Regions from separate parts of the Mus musculus genome. Here region 1 is linked to region 2. Evidence: chromatin contacts called from public Hi-C data. All regions are on one chromosome and are shown on one strand. The core of a region is the stretch at or near the end of the contact, and the rest is flanking DNA. Distances in the headings are between cores, read along the strand shown. Region 1 has its middle 74 kb from the start of Gm22805. Region 2 overlaps Gm31432 (a long non-coding RNA gene).

Region 1 (4,797 bases), core at 1,481-3,980, 310 kb before region 2:
GGTCTGGGGAATGTGAGGTTTTAGCACTATATAAGAAGATAATCTGAAAAAGTTTTGTGAGATAAAGGAATTGGAAAAGTGGGGAAAAGAAGAAGAGAAAGAAGTTGAGGAAGAGGAGGGGGAAGAAGAAGAAGAGGAGGAGGGAGAGGAGGAGAAGACAATGACCTTGGGGCTTGGATTGGAAGAGTCAAAGGATTAATCAGATGGGGAGTGACCAATATGTTTCTCACCTCTCCATCTCCCTCAAATCATTTCTCTAGTTCATCCAACGCTCTAGCTTTTCTATCTCTTTCTGCCTATGACTCCCCATCTCTGCTCCCAGGGGAACCCTCAGTCCAAATGGAGGGATTTATGAACAGAGATACTCCCTTCTCCAGATCAATGGCCAAAGATCAATAGCTATAATGCAGAAAATTAATCCATATTCATTAGAATTGAATTGAACAAATGATATTATTAAAAAAAATCCCTTGGAAATCTATGTAAAGAATTACATGGAAAGTTGTTCTAATGTCACTGCTGTCTGCACAGCCAGGGAGGGAGGAGCTATTGCTCACATTCAAAAAGCACTCTAGAAGATTCCTTCTTAGAAAGTAAGAAAAGGGGCTCCCATGTTGCTGCTGCTTCTTCTTCTTCTTCTTCTTCTTCTTCTTCTTCTTCTTCTTCTTCTTCTTCTTCTTCTTCTTCTTCTTCTTCTTCTTCTTCTTCTTCTTCCTCTTCTTCTTCTTCTTCTTCTTCTTCTTCTTCTTCTTCTTCTTCTTCTTTTATCATACATTTGGAAACACACCCACAGACATGGAGGTAGCATGCCCCTTCTTCTAACCTGCCTGACTTCTCCCTGGAATCTGTGAAGATCCTCCAAAGGAAATAAGCTGAGTATGGCCTCAACATTGTGAAGGCATCATTGACACATTTAAGAGCTTTCTGTTTCTACTTTGCATGCCATTTTATTCTTTCCTGATACCTCAGGAAAATCCTGAAGACCCCTGACAAAGGTTTATCCAGCATCTTTATAAGATGGGGGTGTCTGTAATATGAAATTAAGTATGGGCACAATTCATGTATTTACACTTAATTCCCCACATAATAGTATTAAGGATCAGGGCATGTAAGAGGTGGTTTAAAAGGGACAAAGTTCATACTGATGGAGTTAGGACCCTTCAGAAGGGGCTTTAGGAAGGGGTTGCCCCTTCTGCCCCTCCCACCTCATCTGCCTCTTGAAGCATTTGGCCCCTCTAGAGAATCTCCCAAAAATGCCATCTTGAAAGACCCATACCAACACTCAGCCTGCTGTCTGTCACCTTGTCCTTGGACTTCCCAACATGCAAAACTATGAAAAAGAAATAGCCACCATGTACAGATTACCTAGCCTAAGACATTTTGTTGGCAGAGGCAGGAGCTCCTCGTAACATATATTACAAGGAGGTAGGGACCATTTTTGTCCTTGCCCACCACGGTGGAGAACCTCATTTTCCTTCCTCCCCTGAAACGTTCCTTTGGTGAATATTCACAGTTCTCCTCTCCAGAAGACCAAAAGCTCCTTCCAGGGTCTCATACAAAACTCTCTAATGGTACCACGTGAAAGAGATCACAGGGCTTTAGGCTCTCCCTTTTCCTAGTCCAGCTTTCTATACTCTCAGGGCCCCATTAACTACTCTGAGTCTCTTTTCTTTCTCTGGGATGTATGTGTCTTTTTCTGGGAAACTGCCAAGCATTTGGGAGAAGCCGTGTGGGCAGAAAATGACCACAAAGCTAGAGGGAATGCTTAAAGAGTCCAACAACCACTCAACACGGATTTATTGAGCATCTGTCATGTTCCAGGAACCATGCAAGGTTGGAGCGGGGGAAGATGAGCCCTGCCTAGGCCAGCCTTTCTCACAGCCCAGCATCTGAGTGGGAGCTATGGCATCAGGCAGCTCCACAAACTTCTTCTATTTTTATAAGGTTCATTCTGTCTTATGGGCAAAGAAGGGCCACCCAAGTGTCCTGCACTTATTGGTTGAGTTAATCAAAAAGAATTCATGCCCTGTCAGCCCTTACTTTTTGAGATGGGGAGCAGAGTTAAATAAGAAATGACAGTGACTATGCATAAGGCTCCTGAAATTTTCTCCTCTGTTAAACAACCCCCACCGTGGCAGCCACTACCACCACGCACACATGTTCACATGCTGGGGTGCACACGCACACGTGCCCATGCACTCAGAAAAGACTTGCTACTCCCTGCTGTAAATGCAGGCTTCGAGAGACAATTAAATATTGATATCTTTACATCTCAGTATTTTCTTTTCAAATCCAAACAGCCCCAACAGGAGCCATTGCTGATAGTTACTTAACTCCTTAAAACGTCCACGAGGGGTTTTATCCTTTTAAAAGGAAGTCGTTACAAGCAAGGAAACGGAAACAGGCTGGGGTGGGAATGGGCTACTTCTCCTGAAACAAGCCCCCGAGAGGAAACTTCCGCTCACTTTCGTAGACTCTGCCCCAGAGAGCCAGTTCTAGGAGCAGGGCCAGCTTTACACAAGCAGGTCTGGCCTCCCACATCGCACCCTCTCCATGGCCTGAAAAGACAAAGACATACTCTCTTGCCAGCTTCCAAAATAGGCACTTGAGCGCCCTGCAATCAGAGGCTTGGTGAAATTATGTAAATTGTCCATGCATAATGATGCCCCTGCTGAATAGATTAACCCAGCAGGGGTACTGGACAGCACTGAGCAGGTGTTAGCTGCTGGGCCCTCGCGCTCTACCCAGCATCAAGGGTGAGAACCTATACAGCACATACTACCACGCACTCTCCTTTTCTCTCAGTCAGTCCCAAATGTTTGCCCACTAAAATCTCCAGGGTCAGCCTGAACGGGAAGACACAAACCTCTTACCCCCGGGAGTTGTTTCTTGGAAGGTCAGCAAGGGGACCCTTCAAATGGATGAACCTCAACTGTAACCTCTAGAGTCCCTGCCCTGTGTTTCTGTGTCTCATTCCCTGCCCTGTGGGTGGGACTCGCATCCTTGTATTCTCCACAGGATCCAGTCCAGAGCCTTCTCCACAGTAAGCACTCCCCCGGATGCTTTTTGAATAGAATTGAATTCTAAACAGACAGAGCTGGAATGCCTCTTTGAAGTTATTCAAGCAGTCCGCAGACATATTCCGATTGTGAGTCACACGTCGTCTATGGGTGCAAACACTGGTATAGGGATTCCAGCTTCATTCTCATTACATTCTTTGAAATCTTGAAATCACAGGGAAATTGTGTCTTTGTGTGTTTTAGGCACTTATTTTTGTTTTGACTCTTGGGATTATTTTGGTTTTGAGACAGGGTTTCACTGGTGTAGTCCAGGCTAGGCTCAAACCTCTATCCCACTCTTTTGTGCCGTTGTGAGCTCTTCCATGGGCAGATGGACAAAGCTTTCACCAGCCTCTTAGCGGTGCCACGCCCCTTCCCTAAAACAAACACTGTCAATGTCAATGGCAGCTAGCAGAGTGGGAAGTGTAGACTTGAACCCCCACAACTAACCGCATGCTAAGAACTGGGGATGCGAGGGGAGGGGGCGCAGGGGAAGGTGGGCAACCTGAAGAAGACAGAAACCTGAAATCAAGATCAGCTCCATGTAAAGTAGCTGCCATTAGCCCAAATAGTCACTAATATAGAAAATGAGCCTTGAGAGGGTTCGTTGCTCTCCTAGGGTCACATCTCTCCCACAGCTGCCTTGGCATTTGACAGCCTGGCCGGGACACCCTTTTATGTTCTCACAGGCACGGGACCCCTGCCATAGTTGTCTGTATTCTGAGCAGCTATGGCAGGGGCTTGTTGGCTAGGCCTCTCTGTCCCCAGTGCGCACATCTCTGCATGCTTCAGCGGACTTTGTGGAGTCTATTTACCACATCTAAGACCAATTTCCTTCCCTTCAGTTGCTTTGAAGATAATTGAAGGTACTTGCATTGTCTGCCTGGGAATGTAAAAAGCCAGCTAATGCTGCAATCGATGCTTCCTGCTTAATGCTGAGCCTCAGCCCAGCCCGCCCTGAGCACCAGCTAACACAGCGTCCGTCCGATGATGGCTTCGGCAGATCTTCCCGGCCAGCTACTTTGTTAATCAGAAAGGGGTTGGGGGGCTGCGGGGGCCCTCAGGATAATGGCAGGCAGATTGAGTTGTTAAGCCTGAATGAAATATTTAGTAGCGCCATTTACAGGATGCTGCTGGTGGGAGCGGTCCTCTTGGCGCTGCCTGGGGATGAGAGGGAGGTGCTCTCCTTGAGCTCCCCAGGCAGGGCACTGATGAGCCTGTTACAGCAGGCAGGGAGGAAGGCTGCAGCATCAGCCTTAGAGGTGGAGGAAAGGGGAAGGAGGACTAACCTGGATAACCTCCCAACTGACACACCCCCTACAGGGCAGGCTCAGAGAGCTCAGGAGGGCCCACCCTGCTAAACCTTCAGTGGGCATGAAGAAGGAGTGCCCACCACATTCTGTATAGCGGTTCTGCTTCTTGGATGGATTTAACAAGGACGTAAGGCTGGTTGTGACATGAGGTAGGGAAAGGAAGATATTCGTGTTCCTTTCTCCTGATCACTGAGAACATAGAGTCCCTGCGATGTGTTTTAATCCACACCAAACTGATGTTCTCGCTTCCAAAATTGTGGAATGGAGCCGGCGAGATTCCCAGAAGAAAAAAACACTCGCTCCCAAGCAGGCTGAGTTTGATCCCTGGTTCTCATGTGGTAGACGGTGAGAACTGATTCCCACAAGTTGTCCTCTGACCTTTAAATGGGGTAACTCCCCCATACACACAGTAAGTAAGTAAGTGA
Region 2 (5,024 bases), core at 641-3,140:
ATTTCATCATCTGACAATATGTCTCTACCTGTGATGCAACAATGTTATATTCTTAATGAACCAGATAAATTTAGCTCTGTATGGAGAAGCCGGGGGGTGGGGGGAGTGGGGATTTCCTTAAAAAGTAGCCCTGGGATCACAAACAATGGAACCCAAAAAGTACAGGTCTCCCCCACCCCACCCCCAAATTTCTAGAGTTCCCACCTAAGCCCTGGGAACAGGCTACAGGGCAAAGTGGGCCTTAGAAGGTCTTGGGACACATTGTAGCATAGTTTTAAGTTCCAAATCCCCACATTTCATCCAGTCTTGACCAGGTCTCGAGAGTCAGACTTGCTGTCCCACTGAGACCAGAAAAGCCCCCCAGAAGAAGCTCAGATGCCCCTCCAGGCTCCCTTAGAAGAGTTCCACCTGCTCCCAATGCCCCATCTTCGGGCCACTTAAAAGGCAGCATGGTGGCACAAGCCAGCTGTCACTTAGGCACTTATGGGCAGAACCGCGGAAAAACCAAACCACTGTTATTACACTTAATAACCAGTTTCTACCTCATCAACTCATTGGCGTCTGACAGGCGCTGTTAGGGTGCCAGCGCCTTTGGCCTAACAAGTCAGCCCTGGAGGGGAGGGGCCACCATTGGAGTTGACATCAGCCTCCTTCCTCTCCTGCCCAGTGCGGAGGACACCCACCCCAGGGCAGCTGAGGCTGGCCTGCCCTTTGCCCCACATGCTCAGAAGCCAAACAACATCACCAAAGCACCCAAATCACCCAGACAGTGCCGCTGGGGTGGGAGCCACAGGGAAGGGCTCAAGCAGCTAAACAAAAGCAAGCAGGGGGCCTGACAGGTGCCTGCTGTCCAGGGTTGGACACCTGTTTGGATCCCAGCCTGTGACAGTGTGGCCCGTAAGTGATGTGTTTCATCTCCGCAGCCCCACTTTGTTCATTAATAAGAGTGGATGCCTCACTGGAGTGTGTGCCTACACCAGCCCCGCCTCACCCACCCCCACCCTCAGAAAAAGGCTGTGGCGGGGGCTAGGGCTGGGGCTGAGACGATAGAGCGCATGCCTAGAATGCATGAGACCCTAGGTATAATCCCAGCACCTCTGGGTATGATTCCAGCACACCTATAATCTTAGCAGTTGCAAGGCAGGGGCAGGGCGGGGCGGGGCGGTGGGCGTGGATAGAGACAGGAAGAAAGGGTTCAAGGTCATCTTTGGTTACAAGTGCGTTCAAAACTAGTCTGGTCTACATGACTCTGTCTAAAACAAACGGCAAACATGCAGATGATGAGAGCCAGGGAATGCTGAGAAGTAAGAACTAAGAAATACTTCTTCTTGGCTTAGTCCAAGGAGGTGGGCTCAGGGCTATCATTAAAAGAGAAACAATCAAACCTGCCATTATCGTCATTGCTCTCTGTTTAGAGATGGGAAAACTCAGAGAGGCTGAGTAATTTACCCAAAGGTAACCCAGCCAGTAAGTGGTAGAGCTAGACCTGGCAGGTAGGCAGAGAGAACGGAGCCACGTGTCATAGCCTTCTCTGTCCCTTCTGCCTCTGTCCTTCCCCCACAGGATTAGCTAGGGTCTCTGGGCCCGCTCCTGCTTTGCTCTGCTCTGATACAGCAAATAACCCTGGAGGTTTAGGGGGCAGTGTGGGAACTCCAGTCTGGGCTGAACTCTTGTCAGTGTGCAGCGATTTTACCTGTCGCTCTGTATGGCGGCCTCAAGAGCCACATGTTCAATGGAACCAGGCCAAAGCCATAGCGCCCACCTCCAGAGCTTTGAATAAAAAAGGGCAAACCCTTCCTGGGCCCAGCACACACACCTGTCCACCTGCCGGCCCTGGTCCTGCCGGTGTCTGCAGTGCGGGCTGGGAGCGGTGTAGTGCCGCCATCTATCGGCCCCTCACGGAATTGCTTCCCAGCTGCCAGGCGGGGCAGCCGGGTCCCAGCGCCGGTCCTAGGGTCCTACCAGGTACCTGCAGCCTGCCTTCTTCCCGGTGCACCTGTCCTATGAGTTCCCCCGGGAGAGGGACACTCAGTGGTCACAGAAGGCATCCCTAAGACACCAGTCGCGCGCAAGGACCCACAGAGGGCCCCTTGGCCTTTGGAGATGGCATGGTCCCAAAGTTCCAGGGTTCTGAGGTTCCCTGGGTGGGCAGTGAGCCAAGCACAGGGCAGAGACAGGAAGGTGAGTCGAGAGGGAATCACAGGCTTTTACCAGCTCAGGCCCGTGCTGCCCCTGAAAAGTGGACGTGGGAGTGATGGGTGTGTGTGTGTGTGTGTGTGTGTGTGTGTGTGTGTGTGTGTGATGTGTGTGGTATGTGTGTGTATGTGTGGTTTGTATAGTATGTGTTGTTTGTTATATGTGTATTTTGTGTGTGATATTTGTGTGTGTGTGTGTATGGTATGTATTGTGTGTTGTATGTATAAATATGTGTGTACATGTGTATGTGTGAATGTGTGTATGTACATATGTGTGTTTATGAGAATGTGTATGGTGTGTTTAATGTGTGTGTTTGGTGTGTGTTGTGTATGTGTATTACATGTGTATGTGGCATGTGTACATGGTATGCATGTAGTGTGTGAAGTATGTGCATTATGTGTGTATACATGTATATGTGTGTACATGTGTGTACATATGTGGACACTTTGTGTGCATATGTGTGTCTCTGAATGTGTATTTATATGTATATGTGTAGATATGTGTACATGTGTATATGTATGTGTATGTACATGTGTCTGTGTACATGTGTGTACAGGTCAGAGGTCAAATCTGAAGACTTCTTTAATCACTCTCCACTTTGCTTTTCTGAGACATTGTCTCTCACTAACTCTGGAGTTGTTATGCTTAGCTAGACTGGGCAGCCATTGAGTCCCAGCAATCCTCCTGTCTCCACTTCCTTATGACTGTACTCCTGTAGCTGGCTTTTGTGTGGGTGTGGAGATCTGAACTCGCGTCCTCAGGCTTGCACTTTACTGACTGAGCCATCTCTTCCCCTACCTCTTGCTTTTCTTTAAGCTTAATTAAAATTCCCTACATTTCTACAATGCCCATCTGGAAATATAATTTCTGTTTGTAAATCTGTCTGAAGGCAAATTTGCTTTTAAATGGAGACATAATCATCTTAGAATAGAAAGGGACGCGTTCTTGCCCAGATGAGGAGAATTGGCTCAGAGACATCTCCAACGTGGCAGCAGTAGCTGGTGGCCAAAATGAACTAGAACTTCCCATGAAGAAGGGGCCTCTCTTGAAAGAACAGCAGGGTTCTCCCTGACTCTGACTGGAACTGTCACCCACAGCACCTGGTTTTCTGCTTGCAATCTGTCTCCCACATTAAGTGTTGCAGGAAGTTCACAGTCCTATGTGCTAAGGTGGTCTCAGTGTCTGTGGTCGCACGCAGGAAACTTGTCCGTGAACACATGTTGTATAAGTGAATGAATGACTTGGGGAGTGCTCCCTGGAGAGTGTGAGGCCCGCATCCCTTTTTAAAGGGCAGTGCTATAAGCTGGAGACGTGCTCACCCAGCATGCACAGGGTTCAACCCCAAGCATTGCATAACCAGACATGGCGGCACACCCCTGCAATCCCAGCACTTGGGAGGTGGAGGAGAGGGTATCAGAAGTTTGAGGTCATCCTTGACTACATAGTAAGGTCAAGGCCAGCCTGGGCTACACGAAACCCTGAAGAAAGAGAGAGGCGGGGAGGAAAGGAAAAAGAAAGGAAAGGAAAGAGAAATGACCACTATGATGAGAAGGCAGGTAGCATGAGGGGTTGAGGGATGGCCCAGAGCTGATGCAGTGCAGATGTGTGATCGGGTACTTGTAAGGGAACTGAGATCAACAAAACAGCATGGACCACCCTCCTCTCTGTCCAGTTTTCTGAGCTATGCCAACCCCTGGTTCTGGTTCCTTGTCTCCACCTGAGAATGGGACAGAAGCTAGGCAGATCCCGCTCTAGCAACCAGAAGGGACTCACTGGGGTCATCAGGCCTGGATGGGCGAGAAACATATCCTGAAGTCCCCTTGTCCCTGTCTCCAGGAGACCTTGAATGCCATCGTAACAGCTCAGTCTCCCAGGTGTTTAATCTAGAGACACACAGAGAGAAAACTCTAGAAATAGTAAAGCCAAAGCAAGAGGGCAAGGAGGCCCAAATGAGTACAAGGTCTCATTTTTAGAGACCTCTGGAACATCTCTGTTACTCTAGAAACATAAAGATGCATTAAGCCAATGGTTCTCACTTTTCCTAACACTGCAACCCTTTAATACAGTTCCTCGTGTTGAGGTGACCCCCAGCCATAAAAATTATTCTTGTTGCTACTTCATAGCTGTAATTTTGCTTCTGTTATGAACCATAATGTAAATATTTTTGGAGATAGAGGTTCGCTGAAGGGGTTGCGACCTGCAGGTTGAGAACGGCTGCATTAAGCTGTAATGACCACACTGAACAACGGAATCCACCTACTGTGTCTAAGTACAGACATCAATGACTAAAAGAAAAGTGATTTTTTTTTCAGCAGAGGGAATAGCTAAATAATTCCTGAACGAAAAATATTAATAATTTGTCTGGAAAAGTCCCTCAAAAGGTTCCTAGAAGAAGCTTTTTGTTACAGATATTACCAAATGCTATCTGTCAAGGAGTCCAAAAGCCCTGTGCACCTCCCTCCAAGCACAGACAGAATGGAAACACACCCACAGTGTACCTGCCGTATGCCAAGTCCTGTACCGGGGTCCTGGGACGCACTGACTGGTGTGACACCGGCAGGGGCACCTGTAGATCACAGGCAGGGGCAGCTACAGAAAAGTTCTGCCAACAGACAGCTGATCCATGGCAGCTCATCTCTGCCCTCACCTCGGCTTTTGCCGGGCTTCTCGGCTTCTCGGGACATCCTTATATCTGGTGCCTTTGGGAAGTGGGGTACACAAGCTAGCCTGGGGTCCTGCTCTCTCTTCCCTCCAGCACCTCATGTTCACTCATGCCCGACCAGAACTGAGCTTGCTCTGGTCCTTGCTTTGGACTCTGAACTTAGTAC

What was found. A called contact is a pair of places that touch in the nucleus more often than the background predicts.
Region 1: a Hi-C map of cerebral cortex shows a contact between it and region 2, with 3 times the contacts expected there. The contact joins two enhancer-like sites. A contact is called at or near these places in 3 of 484 Hi-C or Micro-C datasets (cerebral cortex, embryonic stem cells and ventral hippocampal neurons), 6 of 115 datasets of contacts at active chromatin or transcription factors (embryonic basal ganglia, embryonic forebrain, embryonic midbrain and 3 more) and 3 of 9 other capture datasets (embryonic stem cells, embryonic tail and embryonic trunk).

What each region holds. Positions count from the first base shown.
Region 1 is chr9:46,701,709-46,706,505 of GRCm38.p6, reverse strand. No RefSeq gene overlaps it. Among named protein-coding and RNA genes, the nearest start is that of Gm22805, 74 kb to the right of the region's middle. Within about 2 kb of position 2,730, at least 31 of the 459 cell types and tissues checked have an H3K27ac peak or open chromatin away from gene starts, as enhancers often do. A contact at or near this core is called in cerebral cortex, where this site is marked.
Region 2 is chr9:46,389,952-46,394,975 of GRCm38.p6, reverse strand. It overlaps Gm31432 (a long non-coding RNA gene), which reads right to left. Exons shown (of 4, transcript XR_379351.4): 1 at 4,695-5,024. Among named protein-coding and RNA genes, the nearest start is that of Gm31432, 3.0 kb to the right of the region's middle. Within about 2 kb of position 1,890, at least 16 of the 459 cell types and tissues checked have an H3K27ac peak or open chromatin away from gene starts, as enhancers often do. A contact at or near this core is called in cerebral cortex, where this site is marked.